Linked DNA regions of Zea mays: region 1 is linked to region 2. A link is a contact called in public Hi-C data. All regions are on one chromosome and are shown on one strand. Each heading gives the region's core, a stretch centred on a gene start, on an enhancer-like site or on the middle of the called end of the contact. The rest is flanking DNA. Distances are from core to core; before and after follow the strand shown.

What was found. Hi-C and Micro-C count contacts between places; a contact is called where the count stands out from the background.
Region 1: a Hi-C map of leaf shows a contact between it and region 2, with 5 times the contacts expected there. The contact joins the promoter of LOC103635158 here to the enhancer-like site in region 2. A contact is called at or near these places in 4 of 25 Hi-C or Micro-C datasets (ear, leaf and tassel).

What each region holds. Positions count from the first base shown.
Region 1 is chr8:47,065,350-47,068,863 of Zm-B73-REFERENCE-NAM-5.0, reverse strand. LOC103635158 (respiratory burst oxidase homolog protein B) reads left to right here and starts at 1,392. Exons shown (of 15, transcript XM_035961660.1): 1 at 1,392-1,786; 2 at 1,947-2,008; 3 at 2,181-3,514.
Region 2 is chr8:46,896,785-46,900,199 of Zm-B73-REFERENCE-NAM-5.0, reverse strand. No RefSeq gene overlaps it. Among protein-coding and RNA genes, the nearest start is that of LOC100283072, 100 kb to the left of the region's middle. Within about 2 kb of position 1,744, at least 19 of the 20 cell types and tissues checked have an H3K27ac peak or open chromatin away from gene starts, as enhancers often do. A contact at or near this core is called in ear, leaf and tassel, where this site is marked.

The sequences.
Region 1 (3,514 bases), core at 143-2,642, 170 kb before region 2:
TAACTTGAGTAAAGCTGAAGGTACGAAAGAATTGGTTGAAGCGAAGCTAGCTCTCAGACGAGCTAGGATACGAGTCGAGGCTGTCAATTGGATTCCCCCCATCCAATTGAAGACAATCCAAAGATTTCGTTGATACAAAGAAAAAGGAAAAAAGGGTAGAAAAACTTATTAGACAGCGAAGCGAAGTAAGTCCAATGCTATCTAGTAATTTTTCTACCTACCTACTATTGGATTTGAACCAATGACTCCCGCCGTATGAAAGCAATACTCTAACATTGGCCGGATCCGTTTCTTTGCTCAATAGGTATTCACAAGCACTTTGTTACCCTCAGGTAAACCTTTAGAAGGTACATCTAATAACTCGTTGAAGCTAGTGTTTGAGAAACCATGACGAGCCTTCACTATCAGCAACTTGAGATTAAAACGCGGTGTCATCATATGCTTCAGACAATCGCCCTTCTCACATAGCGGATCAATTGTCGACTGCTTTATCTCTTTGAAATTTTCTAGCCACCTCGGGTTCCCAAACATAACATCATCTTCGTCAAGGCGATTAGCTATGTTATAAAAAAAGCTCCGCATCCTCAGGCTCTAGCAATGTAGCACCAACATCCTCATCATCAGCATTATCACCGAACAAATCGTCCACTACAATGTAATCATGATGATCAACATCATTGTCGCTAGCAACGGCGGTGCTAGTTGGCGCACCTGCATTCGTCGTCGACGACGACGAGTTTCCTCCACGAGATGATGAACCATCTACACTAACATCCCCTCTCTCGCCGTGCAAAGTCCAGACTGTAGTCCTTGACAAACCGAACCTGATCAAATGAGATAGCATCGTGGCGTCTTCATGGCCTTTTGTGTTCTTGGAGTGAGCACATAGACAAATGGTTGTCGTTTGGCTCATACTCTCTCGATGTTTCTTCGCAATGGCAACAAACTTTTTTTTTTATCTCAAACACGTATTCAAGTTCCATTCTCTTTAATTCGTATATCCATTTTGATCTTTCCATATTCATGGGAAACTAGATATATAATCTGGAGAGATCATGAATAGATAGATTCTGTAATAGTTGATATATAGAAAATATATAACGAGACATGAGTGTGAATGATTATAATATAGAGTGAAAAATCTTGATATAAATAGTGCCATAGAGTAAGGATATGGAGAAACCTGGATAGTCTGAAAGCGAGACGAGTTTCACCTTCTTTGTTAACGCACCCCCATACTTTAACGTACATTCTTAACAACCCTATCATCAATCTGTTTTAAAACCTCTCCATAGTTGTCAAGTCACTGAAAACATCAGCTGCACCAAGCCACCACACCAACCCCACCACCACCAACAATGCCACCAAAAGCACATGCGTTTTGCTAGCAGCAGACTAGCAGCCCGAGGGAGTCAAGCTGTCAATCCATCCAGCGTTTGTTAGGGAGAAAAGACAAATGCACAGTGAGTAAAATTTATAGAGATAAAATACTGTAAAAGTGGTATCAGCAAGCAGCAGCCAACAAACCTCAACTCGCCGCAAACTGACACGAACACCAGCGCTACTCATACGACACCACACCACCGCCGTGGCTCCTTCCTCATTGTGGTTTCCTCAGCGACTACTTTTTTAACAGTTGTTCATCGCATTGAGGAAGGGAGGCCGGCTGGTGCTACTGCTTTTCTAGTACCTGCCCACCTGCACTTGCATCTCCTGCTTCCCTGAGCGGCCTCCCGGCTGCGAATCCACCAGCATTTCCCGAGGCCCAGCGCCGCGTGTGCCTGTGGTTCGTCCTCCACTTACTTTGTCCTTTCGCTCATTCTGTTCCATCCCTGAAATCTGAAGTTAGTCTCCAGCGTGATGTTACTTTCTCTGTTTTTTCTTTTATACATGCAATCGCACTCCTCGCTGATGATTGTATACCCTGGTTTTCCTTTGATCTTTAGGGGCGGAGTCAGGAAATGCTCGGAGCTCCATTCCACGGCTGAAACTTCTGGGAAGGTTTAAGGTACAGAGTTCTTCTCCGGCTTCTCCATAATTTCAGCCTCCCAAATTTCTATTTTTTCCTTCTTCTGTTTTTGATTTTTTTTATCATTCTTCTCGTTCTCCATTTGGTTCAGTTCTTCCCTAATCACTTCTCAGTCTTAAACGCTTCTCTATTTTTTTCCATTCAATTTAAGGTTGCTGTTCCTAGTACCGAGAAGTGAATGTTCGGTTCAGAAATGTTGTTGTGGGCGGTTCCATTCTATTTTATTTGAGAACTGCGCCCACTAGATCTGAGCACGAGGAGGAATTTTTGTGTGGGTAGTACCTCGGCGTGCGAATCTTTTCCCCCCTCGCGGCGCTGTCAGTTGGAGGCTTGGAGCGAGTCGCTGGAGTACTCGCAGTTTTAATCCTTTTTTCCTTTTTGTTTTAAATTTTTGTATATTATCAGGTCCCCTTTGGACTGTAGGGAAATAAATCCTATTTTCTGCATATTTTCTATGAAAACAAACTGAATCCTGTGACATGAAGCCTTAATCTATTAATTATTTCTTTATTTTTTAGATTTATAAGTTTGCCTAGAACAAGTTACGCCAAAATAGGTTAGACAACAAAAACTTATGTGAATAATTATGTTATTAGTAAAAATTATTAGATAAAATGTGCTGGAAAATTTTGTGTTGACAAATTGTTGTGATATGTTTGTCTGCTAACAACCCTGAACAAAAATTAAGTTATAAAGGTATAGAAAAATTGTCATGGTAAGTCATCTTTAGAATTACGAAAAAAGACTATAAAAATAGTTATGAATTATGATAAGAAAAACTGGACATAATATTTATATCTAGATACATGGTAAGAAAAACTTGATATTCTAGTAGGCCTGCTTATTTTAGGTTGCTTTTACTTCCTCCCTTTTCAAACCTTGCTGATGCCATCCAGGCTGTAAATCCGTTGAGGCTATCCCTGTAATCTTCTTACTTAAAGTAGCATCATGTTACGCATATTTGTATTTTCTGATGCAAGATCTGCATCTGATTGAAGGATACATCACCCTTGCTTCTCTTTGACTTCCCTGTCTTATGGCCAACATTTCTTATAAAATTTTGTTACCTCAACTACAAGTAGTTTTAATCTTGTTGAACTTTCTTTTTTAGAAATGAACACTCCCTTGAAATATTGCGCTATCAGAATGCGTGTCTCCTCTTGTTTTTGTTTTACTTGACTAATTATAGATAGATAATAAAGGGCCATTCTTTTTTTTAGATTACAGAATATAAGCATTCCAGCCTTTACATTCACAAGTGAGCTTATGGCCAAACAATACAAGAAGGGTACTTAGACCAAATTCCACTAAACAGACACGGAAAAGGTCCAAGACATATCGCCACTCAAAGTGTCAATACAAAGAGCCCAAAGACCACAACACCTAGCCAAAGAAAACGACAATGGAAAAAAAAAGATTATACACTCATATCCTTCTCTGGTTTTTCACACACTGGCTCCATTCTAACATCAGGCCTTCTAGTTG
Region 2 (3,415 bases), core at 495-2,994:
GGTGCTAGATAATAAACAATTTAAGTGTATATTTCTAACCTATATTTCTTAACAAAATAAGGTTACTAGATGATAAACAATATTAATATGAATTTAATGCAACTGGAATGGATCAAAAAGAATTTAAAATGAATTACTTATGAATTATACAAGGTTCTAGAATTATTTTTATACTAGAAATCATATTCTTTATTAATTTTACTAATTTTATTTAAACTTTGGGCTGCGGCCACTATTTTAGAAGAGTTCAGGGTTTATTTTGTAAATTCCAGGACTTCTCTGTAATTATTTTAACATTGACCTGGACGACGGGTTAATACCACAGAACTCCGAGGACTCTTACGCAAAATGGCACCTGCAAAGAGGTAAGGTGCGATTACAGCCGCCCGATCAGAGGTGTACGGTGCGTATTAAATCTGACCTCTACAGAACTGGTATGCAACGTGGAGCCTTGGATCCAGATCCCACGGGCCACATTCGATCCGTGGGTTGGAACACAAGATCTGATCTCACCCGTCCTGTCTCGAGATCGACGGTTCCGATTCAAAGAAAACCCATCCGACACCCCCTTTATAATCCCGATCGTCTACTATTGATCCGATGGTTCCCGATGGTCCCCTTCCCAGACGAAGCTGGCAACGCCGACACGCATGCCCCACGACGGCGCCATGACTAGAGCACGCTCGCCCCGTGTAAGTGCCAGCAAAACTGTAATCCGGTAGGAATACACGATGTAGGGGCTAAGGCGAGCAAGGGAAGATGGTCTTACCAGCGGTCAATCGGTGGCTGGAGCAAGCTTTAATGAGCCACGGACGCACGTCGGAGGGGAACACTGGCGTGCAATCCCCGGGATTCCCGGCTAGGGCTGGAAACGAGCCGAGCCGAGCTCGGCTCGGCTCGGCTCGGCTCGGCCATTTCACGAGCTGAGGAACCAGGCTCGACTCGGCTCGAAGGCGGCTCGCGAGTCGGCTCGGCTCGGCTCGCGAGCCACACCCTGATATTATTTAATTGTATTATATAGTGAATTATTAGTATATAAATGTGAAATATATAATATAATTCATTATTATGAGGAATCCAAATTATTAATTGTCATATATCTATCATGAAAGCTAAGAAATAAATTGATAACCTATAAAATTAGCCAATATCCATCAGTATTATATATATTAAGTAATTTAACATAGCTCGCGAGCCGGCTCGCGAGCCAGCTCGGCTCGGCTCACTACGGGAACGAGCCCAAAAGGCAGACTCGGCTCGGCTCGCTCGAGGCTCGCGAGCCGCTCCGAGCTCGAGCCGGCTCGCGAGCCTCGAGCTTATTTTCCAGCCCTATTCCCGACCTTGAATCTGCCCGGAACCGCAACGAATACGGCCGCAGAAGCCACGTGATGCTTCTGGAAATCTCCCTGAGGTTGGAACGGCAGCGACCCCGGGTCTGTAGTGGCGAACCTGACTCCCTAATCTACCGCTAATCTCTCTCTCTCGCTCTCTCGACAGCGGCAGCTTGACGCGGTGGTTTAGCGCGTGGAAAGTAGAAGGGAGAGGTCGCAGCGGCCCCGGATTTATTCCCCCTGAATCGAGAGAATCCGGTTAACCCCCCTCGGCCGAGGCGAGCGGGTCGCAACAACCCGGACTCCCGGAGCCGGAGGCGCGGCGCGCGTGAGATCTGTTACGCTAGAGGGGGAGGAGCTGACAACCTGGGCCCATTCGCCGGTCACCGGTTGGAGTAGGCGCGCTCGGACTAGGCAGCCGGGCCCCCCTGGTTAGTCGGCTCCGCGTGCAGCAAGCGGCCAAGCGCCATCGGGCAGTGCCAACGGCAGGATGGGCCGCGCAGTTCTGACTCGCTGGTAGGCCAAAACTGAAGCCAAGGCTCACGCAAGGGTTTTTCTCCATTTCTTTTCTTTCTTTTTATTCTTTTCCTTTTTTTCTCTTTTGAATTTTTATTCCATGTTTCAAATTAGATTAACTCTAAGTGCACAAACAAATAACCCCAACATGATGCATATATTGTTTATGTATCTTTAGTAAATTTATTCACTCCAAATATGATTATCCATTTGTTCTAATGAGCAAGGAGTAACACATATAAGAAGATTAGCTCTCTTCGTTTATTATCCACAAGTTGGGTATTACAAATCCTACCCCCTTAAAAGGAATCTCGACCTCGAGATTAGTAAGAAAAAGGATGTATCCCAATCTTGCCTCAAAACATATGCACAATCAAGAATCTCAATATGATGCATAACTTGTGATTAAAACATAGGTTCAAATAGACCTTATTACTATTCCTAAAATAATAAAGAACTAACTACTACCTAAGGTATTATTTAGGTCTTACAAATACTACTTCCTAAGAATATATGTATATATATACTCTAATCCTGTTGCTCATTGCCTTCTTCACTGCCTTCTTCTCCTTCAACCGCCTCCTCTTCTGGGTTTTCGGGTTCACCACACACAGCTTCTGCTTCCACATGGTTGACCTGACCCCGATTGATAGATAAGGCCTGACTCTTAACTCCTGAGGCCAGACCTTGCTTTATCTGAGCTGGAGTGGTGTAAGCAGCCCTCTTGGGATAGTAGTTGGCATAATGTCCAGCCTGTCTACATTTAAAGCACGACCTGTTTGTGGATGCATTAGGAGCAACAAGTCCTGCCGGGGTGTTTGCTTGAGGAGGATATTGGGTCTGTTGAGTCTGTTGCCTGGAACTACCACGAGCTAGTGTGCCTTGAGGTGCAGCATAACGGGGACGGGTACTACTTCCAGCCTGTCCTTGGTTAGTAGCTCTTCTTTTCTCTCCTAGCTCAATTCGTTTGTACTCCAGAGCTATAGCCTTGTCTAGCAGTCTCTAGAAGGACGGGAATGTGTGGGACATCAATTGGTATTGAAGTGGCATGATCAATCCCTCCAAAAATAGTTCCTGCTTTTTCTCATCAACATCAACTTCTCCGGGAGCATATCAGGATAGATGGATGAATCTGTCTCTATATTCACTTAGTGACATGCCTCCCTGTTTGAGGGATAGGAACTCCTTCTTAATTTTCATAAGACCAACATAAATGTGATAGTTCTGAGAGCACCTAGAGGGGGCGGGGTGAATAGGTGATCCTGTAAAAATCAAATACTTGTAGCCACAAAACTTGGTTAAGTGTTAGCTCAATAGAATCAAGTGGCTAAGTACCAAGCTATTGTGAAACACAATGGTCACGAAGAAAACAAGCACAAGAGACATGATGATTTATCCCGTGGTTCGGCCAAGTATAACACTTGCCTACTCCACGTTGTGGCGTTCCACTGGACGAGGGTCGCACTCAACCCCTTTCAAGTGATCCAATGATCAACTTGAATACCACAGTGTTTTTCTTTCTTTTACTATCTCCCGTTCGCGAGGAATCTCCACAACTTGGAGCCTCT